Linked DNA regions of Mus musculus: regions 1, 2, 4 and 5 are each linked to region 3. The links are chromatin contacts, called in public promoter capture Hi-C maps. All regions are on one chromosome and are shown on one strand. The core of a region is the stretch at or near the end of the contact, and the rest is flanking DNA. Distances in the headings are between cores, read along the strand shown. Region 1 holds the start of Mlx (MAX-like protein X). Region 2 holds the start of Stat3 (signal transducer and activator of transcription 3). Region 3 holds the start of Csf3 (colony stimulating factor 3 (granulocyte)). Region 4 holds the start of Ezh1 (enhancer of zeste 1 polycomb repressive complex 2 subunit). Region 5 holds the start of Hspb9 (heat shock protein, alpha-crystallin-related, B9).

The links. Promoter capture Hi-C pulls out the DNA fragments that hold promoters and counts their contacts.
Region 1: a contact with region 3 is called in a promoter capture Hi-C map of hippocampal neurons, with 3 times the contacts expected there. The contact joins the promoter of Mlx here to the promoter of Csf3 in region 3. A contact is called at or near these places in 2 of 39 promoter capture datasets (hippocampal neurons and neutrophils).
Region 2: a promoter capture Hi-C map of pre-B cells shows a contact between it and region 3, with 3 times the contacts expected there. The contact joins the promoter of Stat3 here to the promoter of Csf3 in region 3.
Region 4: a contact with region 3 is called in a promoter capture Hi-C map of the 3T3-L1 cell line, with 4 times the contacts expected there. The contact joins the promoter of Ezh1 here to the promoter of Csf3 in region 3. A contact is called at or near these places in 2 of 39 promoter capture datasets (the 3T3-L1 cell line and hippocampal neurons).
Region 5: a contact with region 3 is called in a promoter capture Hi-C map of pre-B cells, with 4 times the contacts expected there. The contact joins the promoter of Hspb9 here to the promoter of Csf3 in region 3. A contact is called at or near these places in 3 of 39 promoter capture datasets (cranial neural crest, hippocampal neurons and pre-B cells).

The regions. Positions count from the first base shown.
Region 1 is chr11:101,085,939-101,088,638 of GRCm38.p6, forward strand. It overlaps Mlx (MAX-like protein X), which reads left to right and starts at 1,352. Exons shown (of 8, transcript NM_001159385.1): 1 at 1,352-1,429; 2 at 1,816-1,852; 3 at 2,298-2,387; 4 at 2,660-2,700. The coding sequence starts at 1,388. It overlaps Coasy (Coenzyme A synthase), which reads left to right. Exons shown (of 10, transcript NM_001305982.1): 9 at 60-206; 10 at 310-681. The coding sequence ends at 372.
Region 2 is chr11:100,938,118-100,940,817 of GRCm38.p6, forward strand. Stat3 (signal transducer and activator of transcription 3) reads right to left here and starts at 1,423. Exons shown (of 24, transcript NM_213659.3): 1 at 1,139-1,423. It overlaps Gm46295 (a long non-coding RNA gene), which reads left to right and starts at 221. Exons shown (of 2, transcript XR_001780333.2): 1 at 221-369; 2 at 956-2,125.
Region 3 is chr11:98,700,036-98,702,735 of GRCm38.p6, forward strand. Csf3 (colony stimulating factor 3 (granulocyte)) reads left to right here and starts at 1,278. Exons shown (of 5, transcript NM_009971.1): 1 at 1,278-1,384; 2 at 1,469-1,641; 3 at 1,991-2,098; 4 at 2,345-2,491. The coding sequence starts at 1,345. It overlaps Gm38985 (a long non-coding RNA gene), which reads right to left and starts at 1,475. Exons shown (of 3, transcript XR_001780319.2): 1 at 1,402-1,475; 2 at 378-1,063.
Region 4 is chr11:101,225,200-101,227,899 of GRCm38.p6, forward strand. Ezh1 (enhancer of zeste 1 polycomb repressive complex 2 subunit) reads right to left here and starts at 1,264. Exons shown (of 21, transcript NM_007970.3): 1 at 1,197-1,264.
Region 5 is chr11:100,712,600-100,715,299 of GRCm38.p6, forward strand. It overlaps Hspb9 (heat shock protein, alpha-crystallin-related, B9), which reads left to right and starts at 1,330. Exons shown (of 1, transcript NM_029307.2): 1 at 1,330-1,976. The coding sequence starts at 1,344. The coding sequence ends at 1,850. Rab5c (RAB5C, member RAS oncogene family) reads right to left here. Exons shown (of 6, transcript NM_024456.5): 6 at 2,404-2,700.

The DNA.
Region 1 (2,700 bases), core at 102-2,601, 2.4 Mb after region 3:
CTCTGATCCAGTAGACTGGGCTAGGACCCTTCCTGACCCGTGTGTCATCCATTGCCCAGGCTGTTCGACGCATTGTTGAGAGGGATGGACTAAGTGAGGCAGCCGCTCAGAGCCGGCTGCAGAGCCAGATGAGCGGCCAGCAGCTGGTAGAGCAGAGCAACGTGGTTCTGAGCACCTTGTGGGAGTCACATGTCACACAGAGCCAGGTTGGTGCAAAGGGAAAGACTAGGTTAGGTTGTGGGGAGGGAAGGTTCAATGGTTAGCTTTTCTGACCTTGCCTTTTCTTGTATCATTCTGGCCTGGCCAAAGGTGGAAAAGGCGTGGAATCTTCTACAGAAGCGCCTCCCTAAGGCTTACCAGACCAGGAACTGACAGTGGATTTTCTATGGCGCCAAACTGGCCCTTGAAACTAACAAATCTAATGGTGAGGAGAAATGGGGGCCTTGATGTTTACCCTCTATCTGGCCTCAGGGGCTTTAAGCTAAGCTGTGCAGGACACAGAGAAGCTTGGAAGTCCGCCTAGCATGCTGGAATTTGTCCAGCAATGAGGACACAGCTAATGGGGAGCGATCCGCTCTGAGGTTCTGTCCGCTTTTTGGTGGTGGATGTGATGTCTACCTAGTGTTGATGGGTTTGGTGAAGTCTGGACCCAGTAACTGAATTAAAGATGTTTCCAAGTGCTGCTTGTGTGGTTTTCTGTTTCCTCTCCAGTGACTCTAGATACCTTTGGAACGTTAGACTCCAAATTCAGGGGCAAGGTCTGAGCTGGAAGTCAAGGAGTGCTGTAAAGTGTAACCTATCAGTGACTAGTTATGTGCTTTTGAGTATGTTATAGACTTTACTGTAAGCTTAACTTAAAAGGCATTTTTATAAGACTTAGCGTCCTGCACCTGCTGAGTGTTGGGAGACCGATGCTGGAGGTGGCTTTGTGCCCCCTTAGATCAGATCATGTGATGTAGGAGAAATTCTTGACCCAGCAGCAATTGCCAGGCGGACCAGCTGTGCGCGTGCGTACAAGGTGTCACACTGTTCAGACAGATGCTAGTACTCTCACTCGGGTTCTACCACTAAACTAATTACACTTCTAGCCCCTCTGACAATCTTTTTGGAGGTGCTCCATTGCACAGAAAATCGCCACCATTGAAGATTCTCATTCGGAGGCCAGTGGGGACCCTTAGGGGCTGACATTGCCTACATTAAAGCGAATTGGCCAGATTTAGCCTCCTCCAACATTCAGTTAAAAACTGGAGCGGCGCAAGCGCAGCGCTATCACACCGCTCACGACTACAATTGCGGATTGGTGGGTTGGATCACGTGACTGAGCCTCGCCTCTTCCTGGAGGTTGGGGGCCAGTCCGCTGGCTTGTTTCCGGTTCGGTAGGTTCACGATGACGGAGCCGGGCGCCTCTCCGGAGGACCCTTGGGTCAAGGCAAGCTTCGCGGACGCGCACGCCGGCGAGGGGAGGGCGGGTCGGGCTCGTGCACGTAGGGGGTCCGGAAGACGCGGGGCTCCCCAACTATCCCCAGAGTCTCCCCTGCTGTCCGGGGCCCGGGGCTGCAGAGAAGACAGCTCTCACCCGGCCTGTGCCAAGGTGGGGAGACAAACGGGCGTGTGTGCGGGAACGAGGGGGTCATAGCTGGGAGATGGGGCGGGGACGGTAGGAGCATACAGAGGGGGCGACGCCCCCCTAGGCCCAGCCAAGGCTTGGCTTAACCATTCAGTGGTCCCTGCACCTGTGGTATGAGCTTTCGCGGATTGCGCGTGCCTTCCTAGAGGCAGAGGTTTGACAGGCTTCTCCCTTGCTTGGTGCTGCAGGTCGAGTATGCCTACAGTGACAACAGCCTGGATCCTGGTGAGTGCCTTCTCCATTGTCTGCGGGTCAGGAATGACTCCTGGTTCGGCTCTGTAGATTCTTATGGTCTTGCCAGCCACACCTGAGCACAGTCCACTGTCACTGCGCCAAGGACTTGGCTTGAGAAGTGAGGGTGGAGCTGGAGAATAGGCAGGAAGCAACCATGGTCACACCTGGTTCCTCTGCATTAGAATGGGAAATGATGGAAACAGTGACAGCTGGTCATAGTCACTGCATCCAGATGCTCCTGTGTGAGCCAGAAATAAGTCCTCTGGGCAGTGTAGACCCTGGGACAGGAGCATTTCAGCATGAAATGGAAGGCCTGTGGTGACTGGCTTTGGAGTTGATGGCGAGAGGTCAGCATTTGAAGCCATTGTGCCCATAGGTGACTGAAGGCATGGCAGTGTTCCCCAATCCTTAGTGACTTGAGGCCTCTTTTTTCCAGGGCTTTTTGTAGAAAGCACCCACAAGGGGAGTGTAGTGTCCAGAGCTAATAGCATCGGCTCCACCAGTGCCTCTTCTGTCCCCAACACAGGTAGGCAGCAACATAGCCCGTCGCACACCTGGGGAGACTTAGCTCTTCCATCATTTTAGTATCTTTCCTAGATAGGGAGCTCCGCTCTCCATATGGGGGTGGCAGGAACAGTGCCAAGCCCGAGGCTCACTGTCTTTCACCTCATCAGAGATTAACTAGGTTCTTTCTATTCAACATCTCTGGGCACCAGGTCCTTCCAACTGGGGAAGGGTGGGCGAATTGGATTTAGTGTACTGTAAAGTGATCTCTCCTTCCTCCATCTCTGAGTTTAGATGATGAGGACAGTGATTATCAGCAGGAGTCCTACAAGGAG
Region 2 (2,700 bases), core at 173-2,672, 2.2 Mb after region 3:
ACTGAATAAGCACTGACAGTACCCATACACACATCAATTGATACAACCGAGGGATGTGGACCAGGTATGAAAAAAGTGACTTGAGCAACAGTCTGGATTTTGCCAACTTACCAATTTATAGCCACACACCCCCCAACAGGTAAAGTTTACACACAGAACTCAGCCAAGGCCAGCCTGTCTTTGTTTCCCTAGCTTCTGCTTTTACACAAGAGCTTGGCTATGAGACAGAAAACTCCCACTCTTGATTGGCTCACCCTGGCCTGTGCAATTAAGCAACACCACGATCCAGTAAATGCAATGGCTCAATTATTTATCGTCTCGTCGAGTTTACCAGGTGTTTATGAGAGAACAATGTCAAAGAGGAAAGAGGTTTGTTGCTCTTTAGAGCTGGTTTGGCCAGGGATTTATTTTGAATTGGGAAAAAAAAAAGTGTTCTTAACAAGGTGGGGGAAATCATAGCTTAACACAGAAAGAGATGGGAGAGAATTTAGAAAGGATACAAGTTTGTCAATTTTCTATAGGAAATCTGATTCTTAAGAAAAAAATCTAGCCAGTCCCAGAGGCTGGGGGGGGGGGGGGAGGGGGAGGGGGAGGGGCGGAGAGGCAGGAGGAGAGACACAACAGTTCCCACCTCCTAAGTGGGTACAGCTGACTACAGAAGGAACGGGAGCAAGGCAAAGAAAGTGGCTAGGCAAGGAACGGCCAGGCCCAGCACAGGGGCAGGAAGGAGGCTCCTTCTAACGCCTCCACCCCAATGATCTCCACCTGAGTGGCAGTGGCTCTGGTGGCCCGAACGTCCCTAGCCTCCGGGAGCAGTCACAGGAGGGCCGCTTCTGTCAGTTCTGTTACCCTCAGCCTAGAATGTCCTCCCCCCCACGGTCCTACACCCCCCAGAACTCCCCACTCTCTCTCCGCATCTCCCCCTCGAAACTTACAGCGTCCCTTCCTTTCCCAGGCTGGTTCCTGTCATCCGGACGTCAGTGCCGCCGGGACGACCCTGTGTGTCTCCTCCTATCCTCCTGCCCCATGTAAGTGTCCATTCACAGCTCTAAGCACCCCCACAGCTGACGAACCGTGGGGTCCCCCATGCCGTCCCCCGTGCCGTCGGGGAGGTGGCCCCACCCTGCACCCCCTTCACCTGTCTCCGGGGCTGAGGCCCGACTGGCCGGCCTGCGCTGACTCCAGGCGCGAGCTGCTGGGCTCCCGAGGGCCGCCTGGCCTCTCCTAGCCGACGCGGTCAGGCGACACCGAGCGGGGTTGTACCTCAGCGATCCGGTTAGGGCTCGTTCCCTCCGCCGCGACGTCGGAACCCCAGGTTCCCCCTCCCTGTCTACACTGCAGCTCCGGAAACCGCTGAATTACAGCCCCTCCAGCCAATCCCCACCCAGCCGCCACTGGCCAAGACACGCCTCCATGCATAATTAAGGAATGGCCAGCTGGCTAGGCCACCCTGAGGCCTCCGGGCGAGCGCTGTACTTCCTAAGCCCCGCCCACTAACCAATGAAAAACGCCTCTAGGAGAGAAGGCGGGGTCGAGAGCTCTGGGCACACCTCCCTGAGTTGGCTGTTCTGAGAGCTTTGTGCTCCTCCCTCCGCGACCAAGGGACGCGCAGAGGCCTAGCTTACAAAAAAGCCCGGGGGGAGGGAGGAGACATTAGCGGAATGTCCTGCTGAAAACTCAGCTGAGTTCCTGGCAGTGCGTGACGTCAAGACACTTTAAATGCCCTGATACGGCTCGCTTCTGCCCGCTCTCCCTTTTCCCGGCCCTTGGCACCACGTGGGGGCGAGTTTGTGAGCTCCTTACCACGTGGGAATCAGCCACTTAGGCGGTCCCCAGGTGTCACCCCACTTAAGCATTTGGGTTTGTGGAGACATCAAAAAAGAACATGGGCAACTCCTGGCTGCTCTGAACTTCAGTTCTGCGTGATTATGGGCATACACCCGGAAATATGACGTGGAAATAGAGTAATTACTAGATTGCGTGGGGGAGAATAGTGGCTATAACCCGGTTCTCTGTTCCACCATTTCAAACCTGAATCTCAACAGCAAGGCTGATTGGTCAGCTCACAGAAATGCAGAGAGCCTATGCATGACAGCTGACACGAATACACAGTACTTGCCATTTCCACGTGTGTCTGAGTTCTTTTTTTTTTAAACTGTTATACTGGGTCTTGAAATTCTGAAAGATAGTTTTGACCAACTTGTTTCCATTAAAAGGTACTTATTTTAGGAGCTAGAGGGATGCCTAAGTTAAGGGGACTGCCAGGCTGATCCTGGTAAAAATTCAAGTTCAAGTTCCAGCATCCCACAAGATGGCTCTTAGCCATTTGTAACTCCACTCTGGGGTCTGGGGGGGGGGGGGGGATCTGAAGCCCTCCTCAGGCCTCTGCCCGCAGCAAAGACACACACCTTGTGCAGAAAAACGTGCAGACAAAATTAAATCACTTTTAATTAGGCACTTAATTTTAAGAACTGAAGCTAACACACACAGAGAGAAAGCCCATAAAATATTCTGATGATTTTAGGATTCATTGTTAACATTAACTAGTCTTTCACCATTAAACTTAAATGTCCAATTGAGACAAACCAGTTCTTCCACACTTTCCCACTACTGCTTAACTAGAGTGGCAGGAGTTAGGAGTAACATCCATTTAGTCTTTTGGGGGGGGTCTTGACGCTCTTGAAATTATCTGACCTATTT
Region 3 (2,700 bases), core at 28-2,527:
CTATGTAGTTAATGTCCATGACATCTGTGGCCACCAGAGGGCACCCTAGCCCCAGAGTTGGCCCCACCCCATCAGGTATGCCTCAACATCAAAAAATGTCTATATTCCTTGGCCCCACCTTGGTGGGGGTGAAATAGTTCAGAAAGTACCAGATCGAGATGCCATCAGTCAGACAAGGAATGCCGTCCTCCTTTTTAGGTAGTAATACCCTGTTGGGACTGAGAGCGACTGGGATGTCCCTCCATCCCTACTACCCATGATTGGGCAAGGCATTTCCCTTTCTGGCCCAGTTCACAGAGGTGAAATCACCAAGGTCTCTTTCAGAGCTAACACTGGGCAGAGTTCTAGGATGGGAGATGCAGCTCCTCCTTTCTCACCTCAGCATGCATCGACTCAAGCCAGCTCACACCACTGCTACATAATGAGCAGAGATCGTCGGGACACTCCATGACCCAGCCTCCGACGCCCTCCAGATGCCCCAGACTCCACGACATCGAGGTAATGTGCCAAGGGAAGCAGAAAGGCAAGGTCAGGTGAGCCAGGAGCCCCAGAGGGTCTTGATTCATTCAAGACAGACATCCGGTTTCCTCTGGCCTCTCTGCCAGGATCCAGGGGCTTAAAGAAATGAGTCATAATGGGGGGTATTGGGGAGTTCCCAGCTAATCAGCCTGGGACAGAACGGCCTGAATGCTGGACCAATTTATTTTTATCCAAATGTGGGGCAGGCGTAGACAGCAAGACCCTACCTAGGGTGCTGTGGAGGGCTCCCAGAAAAGCAGGAGGCAGCCACCAGGAAGCTTATGGGTCTGAAAAGAGGACAGGTTCTTTCTTCTCTCGGGATGTTTGTCCCAGGTATAGGTGACTTGAGAATCACAAATGAAGGGCAGAGGGGGCTCCCCAAGCACGTCTGCCAGAGGATGGAGAGACAGAAGCAGTCTTGATCTGAGCACCCATTCTTCCCCAGGGTCTGAGTTCCTTGCTATCCCCTCCAGGGTTTCACCAGCCTTGTTGGACAACTCGGATCCAGATCCAACACCCTGCAGCGATTCAGGCCTGGGTGTGGCTGGAAGAGAGGAAGAGAGTTTGAGGGGGGGACAAGACGTCAAGGAAGGAACAGAGATTCCCCGATTTCACAAAAACTTTCGCAAACAGCTTTTCCCCAACCCCCTGCATTGTCCTGAGCTATCATCAAATTTGCATAAATCCTGGGAAGTTATTACTAAGCCTGAGTTGCCCCAGCCCCAGGTAATTTCCTCCCGGGGCCTTGATGGCTTTATGTATAAAGGCCCCCTGGAGCTGGGCCCTGGCAGAGCCCAGAGCTGCAGCCCAGATCACCCAGAATCCATGGCTCAACTTTCTGCCCAGAGGCGCATGAAGCTAATGGGTGAGTGCCCTGGTTACCTGCCCTGGGTGTGGAATGGAGAGAGGCCGGATAACAAGTGCCTCAGACCCGTCTGTTTGCTCCTAGCCCTGCAGCTGCTGCTGTGGCAAAGTGCACTATGGTCAGGACGAGAGGCCGTTCCCCTGGTCACTGTCAGCGCTCTGCCACCATCCCTGCCTCTGCCCCGAAGCTTCCTGCTTAAGTCCCTGGAGCAAGTGAGGAAGATCCAGGCCAGCGGCTCGGTGCTGCTGGAGCAGTTGGTGAGTGGGGTTGCCATAGGTGTGGAGGGAAGGACTTGGGGGGGGTAGCGGGGGAGGCAGGAGCACAAATGAGAAGAGGGCAGACTAGGAACACACAGCAGTTGACAGTGTTTGCCCAGTGTGCACAAGAGCCTAGATGGCACCCTCAGAATACTGACAGAAACATTGAGGAAGGGAACATGGGGGGAGAAGGGCACAGGAAAGAGAATGAGTAGAGACAGCAGTGGGACCTCTGGATGGGACAGTCCTTAGGGTCACTAGGAAGGTAGGGAGCTGAGAAGCCAGGAGGACCTGAGCTGGACAAAGAGCCTGGCCCAGGTGAGCACCCTCAGTATCCTTCCATCTACAGTGTGCCACCTACAAGCTGTGTCACCCCGAGGAGCTGGTGTTGCTGGGCCACTCTCTGGGGATCCCGAAGGCTTCCCTGAGTGGCTGCTCTAGCCAGGCCCTGCAGCAGGTGAGTATTTTCGGAAAAAGGAGGACCAGGAGGAGAAGGGGGAGGAGGGGGAGGAGGAGAAAGAGGGAGAGGAGGGGGAGAAGGGGGAGGAGGAGGGGGAGGAGGAAGAAGAGGGGGAGGAGGGGGAGGAGAAGGAGGGGAAGAAGGAGGAGGAGGGGGAGAAGGAAGGACTACATCCTACTATTTGGGCTCCTGAAGAGAGCAAGCATCCCAAGATGTACTGCCTAACCCTGCTATCTTCCCCAGACACAGTGCCTAAGCCAGCTCCACAGTGGGCTCTGCCTCTACCAAGGTCTCCTGCAGGCTCTATCGGGTATTTCCCCTGCCCTGGCCCCCACCTTGGACTTGCTTCAGCTGGATGTTGCCAACTTTGCCACCACCATCTGGCAGCAGGTGAGTACCATCTGGAGGGGGTCATGGCAGCACACCTGGGCACCCTGGAAGCTCTCTATATTTTCAGAGGCCTGTTTTTTGGGAAGACACCCCTCGCCCCCTACCCCGCTTCCTCCAGGCTGAGAGACAGACAGACTCTGTCCAGAGACAGACTGGGTTGGAGTCTTGGTCCTACCGTTAACGTTTAATGAGCCCCACAGGCCAACTTA
Region 4 (2,700 bases), core at 14-2,513, 2.5 Mb after region 3:
TCCCAAGGCATAGGTTCCATACTTTGGCTAATCAGTTTACCCACACCTCCAACACTAACCTCCATCTAATCTATTTCCATTCTCTTCCTTGTGCCCCACCACCTACATCATCTCAGTGGTCACTTTGACCAAAGTAAGCTCGTCCCACATGGTGAAAAGCCTGCTCAGCGGTTAAGAACACTTGTTGCTCTTGCAAACAACAAGGACTGGCTCAGTTCCCTGCTCCCACATGGTGGTATGTAAGCATCCTTAACTCTAGTACCAAGGGATTCGATGTCCCTGGAACCATCCATACATAGAGTGCACACACATTAAAAACAAACAAACAAACAACAACAACAACAACAAAAACCCAAACAACTAAATCTTAACAATTCTCGCCAGGCGTGGTGGTGCACTCCTTTAATCCCAGCACTGGGAGTCAGAGGCAGGCGGATTTCTGAGTTCGAGGCCAGCCTGGTCTACAGAGTGAGTTCCAGGACAGTCAGGCTACACAGAGAAACCCTGTCTCGAAACACGCCCCCAAAAAAAATTCTCTTAAAGCTTTGTCTCACATCTACTTCCTGACAAGTTATGTCCCAAATATAGCACCTTCCCTTTTACTTCGGGATGCGTTCATTTACATATCGTTTCTGGGAATTCTGGGGACGGGAGAGACAGTCACAGTTTGAAGACAAATCCTCACTCAAACCCGGAACTAAAGTGAGGCGAGTTAGACCAGCGACAAGGTCCGGGAGCAAAATGTTGAGGAGGTGCCGCGCGACCCCGGGAATCTCGACCCTGACACTTGGGCGTCTTAAGAACCTCTCACACTTGGCGGGCATCTCGGCCTGGCCACCCCTTCCTCAACATCACTCAAAGCCTCTGCGAGCCCGAGCCACCCGGGCCTCTGGCCCTCCCGCTTACAAGAGTCAGGGTCCCCTGGCAGACGCCAAGGCCCACCCACGTTGGCACGGGCCACCAGCCGGGTCCGCCCCCGCCGCGCCCCCTCCGCCACGCGGCCCCCCGCAGCTCGCACGCGCTGTCGCCCCGGGTCCCACCACACTCGGGACGACAGGCTTCGCGCTACCCCGGGTCAGGCAATGGTGTGGCCCTCAGTTTCCTCATTTCTTCGCCTCCCCAGCCCTGAGGTTCAAGCGTCACGCCAAGCCCAGGCCCGGCCCCACCGCCCAGCCCCGTCTTGTTTACTCACTCACCCTCCATCCTGAGACGCAGCCACCCGCCACTAGGACGCCTGCGCGCTACGGCCACGCCCCTGCGCCGCGGCCACGCCCCGCGCCTCCCCTCCGTGCGCGTGCGCACTCTGAGGGTGGATCACCTGGGCTGCGGTCTTCGCAGGTGTGTGTTTTCGCTAAGGTGATGTAGCTCTAGTCCGACACTTTCCTAGGTGGCGCTGTCAGAGAAAAGTCATCCTGGAGCCACAGATCTCTTCTTGAAGACTTTATTCAGCAGCGCACCATTGCCAACCGTGTTTAGACAACTTACAAGTCAAATTTTGGAAGACAGCCTGCCTCTGCCTCCCAAGTGCTGGGATCAAAGGTGTGCGCCACCACGCCCGGCTTGAGAATATTGTTTTAATATTTATTTATTTATTTATTATATGTAAGTACACTGTAGCTGTCTTCAGACACCCCAGAAGAGGGCATCAGATATCATTACGGATGGTTGTGAGCCATCATGTGGTTGCTGGGATTTGAACTCACGACCTTCAGAAAAGCAGTCGGCGCTCTTAACCGCTGAGCCATCTCTCCAGCCCTCGAGAATATTTTTTAAACCTCTCCACAAGATACTTAATATTACAAAAAGGGAATAGTAACTATAGAGGCAAGAAATATCCATCATCAGAAACGAACAGGTTCTTTTTTTCAAAATATTTTATTATTTATTTATTTGCGTATGTGTGTTTTAATACATGCTATGGTGGTTTTTGGTTTTGGTTTTTTGTTTTTTTGGGGGGGGTGGTTTTTCGTTTTCGTTTTGTTTTTGTTTTTTTCGAGACAGGGTTTCTCTGTGTAGCACTGGCTGTCCTGGAACTCATTTTGTAGACCAGGCTGGCCTCAAACTCGGAAATCTGCCTGCCTCTGCCTCCCAAGTGCTGGGATTAAAGGCATGCACCACCACTCCCCGGACTTTTAGTTATTTTTTAACGATGCATTTGTTTGTTTTAGTGTGTGTGTGTGTGTGTGTGTGTGTGTGTGTGTGTGTGCCTGGGTGTATGTATCTGTACCATGTGTTTGTGGGCATACTTGGAGGCCAAAAGAGGCCATCAGATCCCCTGGGACTGGAGTTGCTAACCGTAGTGAGGTACCATGTAGGTGCTGAAGATCAAATCTTGGTCCTTTTTAAAGTCGCCTTTGTTCTTATCCACTGTACCATCTCTCCAGCCTCCACTATTCTTTTCCTTTTATCAAAAACTTTGGAGGTAGGTATAGTGGTGGCACACATCTTTAATCCCAGCACTTTGGAGGCAGAGGCAGAGGCAGGTGTCTGCAGAAAAGGGACTGAGGTGCATATTTTACATATCAAAGTGGACCTGGCCTCCAAGTTCTCCCAGCAACCCTTCAGTTCCTACCTGGCATACCCTGCCCCCAACCCTGAACTTTCCAGCCCAGGGGCTGGGCTGCTGTTTCTCCAGAGAGGTTCTTCCCTGTATAATCCAGACATTTCTCATGCTGGCGCTATCCGGCTCTGCTCGCGCGC
Region 5 (2,700 bases), core at 80-2,579, 2.0 Mb after region 3:
CTAGATTTGACCATTACTTCATTCTAATCTTTTTTAAGCCATCCGAGATAGTGACAATTACTATCCTCTTGGGAACAAGAGGCACCCCAGAACACTGGCCGTCTGGAGGATTTGTGGATGCTGCCCTTTTAAAGTCCATAGGTGGAAGAACAGGCCTGGGCCTGAGGTTGGCTCCCACATTGCAAAAGCCTGCCCTATTGTGGCTGCCGGCTAAGGCTTGCAGCTACAATAGAGATAAAATGTAACATTAATTCTACTATTTGTACTGTGGTGTTCACACTTATGAATTAACTTTGACAATCAGTTTTTGGGTTTTGTTTTGTTTTGTTTTATTTTGTTTTTTGAGACAGGGTTTCTCTGTGAAGCCCTGGCTGTCCTGGAACTCATTCTGTAGACCAGGCTGACCTCGAACTCAGAAATCCGCCTGGCTCTGCTTCCCAAGTGCTGGGATTAAAGGCATGCGCCATCACTGCCCAGTGACAATCAGCTTTTTCTATACTTGGGTTGCTGTTAAACAGAAACGGTTTTATTTTCAAAAGAACAAAGAGACATAGTTGTGGGCCATGCTGCTGTTGAATGTGTGTGTTCATGCACGGGCATTCGTGTGTGTGTGTGTGTGTGTGTGTTGGGAGTGGGCAGGAAAGGGGGGGGGGAGTGTGTTTGTGTGTGCTGAGAACTAAAGAACCAGAGAGACCAACACTGAAGATGCGGAGGGTAGGGGGTGGTCCCCTCTTCTGGCTCGCCTAGGCAGCTTTGAAGATGGAGAGGATTCCTGACCTCATACCCTTCCATCCTACCTCCATCTTTTTCCCTGCCCACTCCTTAATGGGGGGGTGGGGGTGGAGGAAAGCCAGAGAAATAGACAGTTTCTTCCCATTGTAGAGGTAGACTGTGAAAGGTCAGGGATAGTTCTTCCTGGAAGATCAGAAAGGCCCCCTCTTTTGGCTCAGTCCAGAGAACAATTTTCCTTGCCCCAGGCCCGATTCTTAAAAGGGCAGGGTAGGGCAGGGCCGGCAGGGCAGGGCAGGGCAGAGCAAGCCAGACCTTTTCAACCCCGTTGCTCAATCCCATCAGCTCCCAGGATGGAGCTGTAACCCCGCACATTCAGGTGATCCAGTTCCTTCATAGCCTCCTTCCTGCCCTCTGATGTGAGAGAAGGGCCCAGGGAGAAGCAGAAGCCGGTTCTGGACAAAAGCTGCAGCGCTTGCAAGGAAGATAAGACAGCGACTTGAGTGTTTTTGCCCTTCTGGATGGGAAGAGTGGGCGGGCCCTTCCTCTTCGCACCCGCCCCGGATGGGGGGTTGGGGAGCCCTCGCGCCCTCAGGCAGCAGTTGCACTCTCGGATGCAGCGGGTAGGAAGCAGTTTCTCCACCGGGCAGCGCGAACCCGGGGAAAACCGGGTAGCTTCCCGATGTCCCAGCGTGGCCCTTGCTGAACGGAATCAAGTGGCCACTCTACCAGTGAGGCTGCTCAGGGATGAGGTGCAGGGCAATGGCTGTGAGCAACCAAGTTTCCAAATAAAGGTGGATGCCCAAGGTTTCGCTCCGGAGGACTTGGTGGTGCGGATAGACGGCCAGAATCTGACGGTGACCGGCCAGCGGCAACACGAGTCGAATGACCCGAGCAGGGGCCGCTACCGCATGGAGCAGAGTGTTCACCGACAAATGCAGCTCCCGCCGACCTTAGATCCTGCAGCCATGACCTGCAGCCTGACCCCCTCTGGCCATCTGTGGCTCAGGGGACAAAACAAGTGCCTACCTCCCCCTGAAGCTCAAACAGGCCAGTCCCAGAAACCCAGGAGGGGAGGGCCTAAGAGCTCCTTACAAAACGAAAGTGTGAAGAATCCTTAGAGTCTCTTAGCGTTCTTCCTGCGGGAGAAGAGTTGAAGCCCAAACAGACTCGGCCCTGAGACTCAGGAGGGGAGGCCCTAGGCACTACAACCTACCCTAATGTATTAAACCGAGGTGTGCAGCAGCCTTAAGTCCTCCTGCTTTTTTCCTGAGGGTGAAGGGTTGGAGCTGTAGGGAGTAGGGTGACCAGGGGAGGGAACTCAAGGTGGTAGTAAGTACATCAATAATCAAGTTTCTGGCCCTGAGATAAACTAGGGGTGTGTATGGATTTAGCCAATAGCAATAGCTCCAGCAGGGAGCAGCAGAGAGCTGGGACAGCCTAGCTGTTGCCATTCAGAATCAGCTGATGGTCTGAACCAGGATGGACAGTGTTGAACCTGGCATGGAGGTGTCACGAAGGACAGTGGTAGTGATGGGCTGTAGCACCGGCCTTACGACCAGTACTCGGTGTTCCTCGTCAGGGAGAGGAGATATTTAAAAAAAAAAAAAAGGTCTGAGTCCTAATTAGGTCCTATCAAAAAACCCTCACAGGTCACTTCAGACACCAACAATCTTCAAATACAGGTTGCATATCCTTTAATGTAAGCTGGGGGGAGACAGATGTCAGCCCCAGGTCAGTCCTATCCTCTTCCACCATCAGAACTACCAACAGCAGGGCTTCTTTCTTTTGGTTACCATGACCACCAGCATCCTCTCACACACAGGGAGTAGAGCCATTTAATGAGATTGGATGATTCATTTAAATTAACTTCAGGAAAAACAGAGAGGCTACGTATGGCCTGATCAGCTGCCAGAGAAGGACGAGGAAGACAAGCGTGAGGTCGATCGATCGGCTGACTATATTGACAAG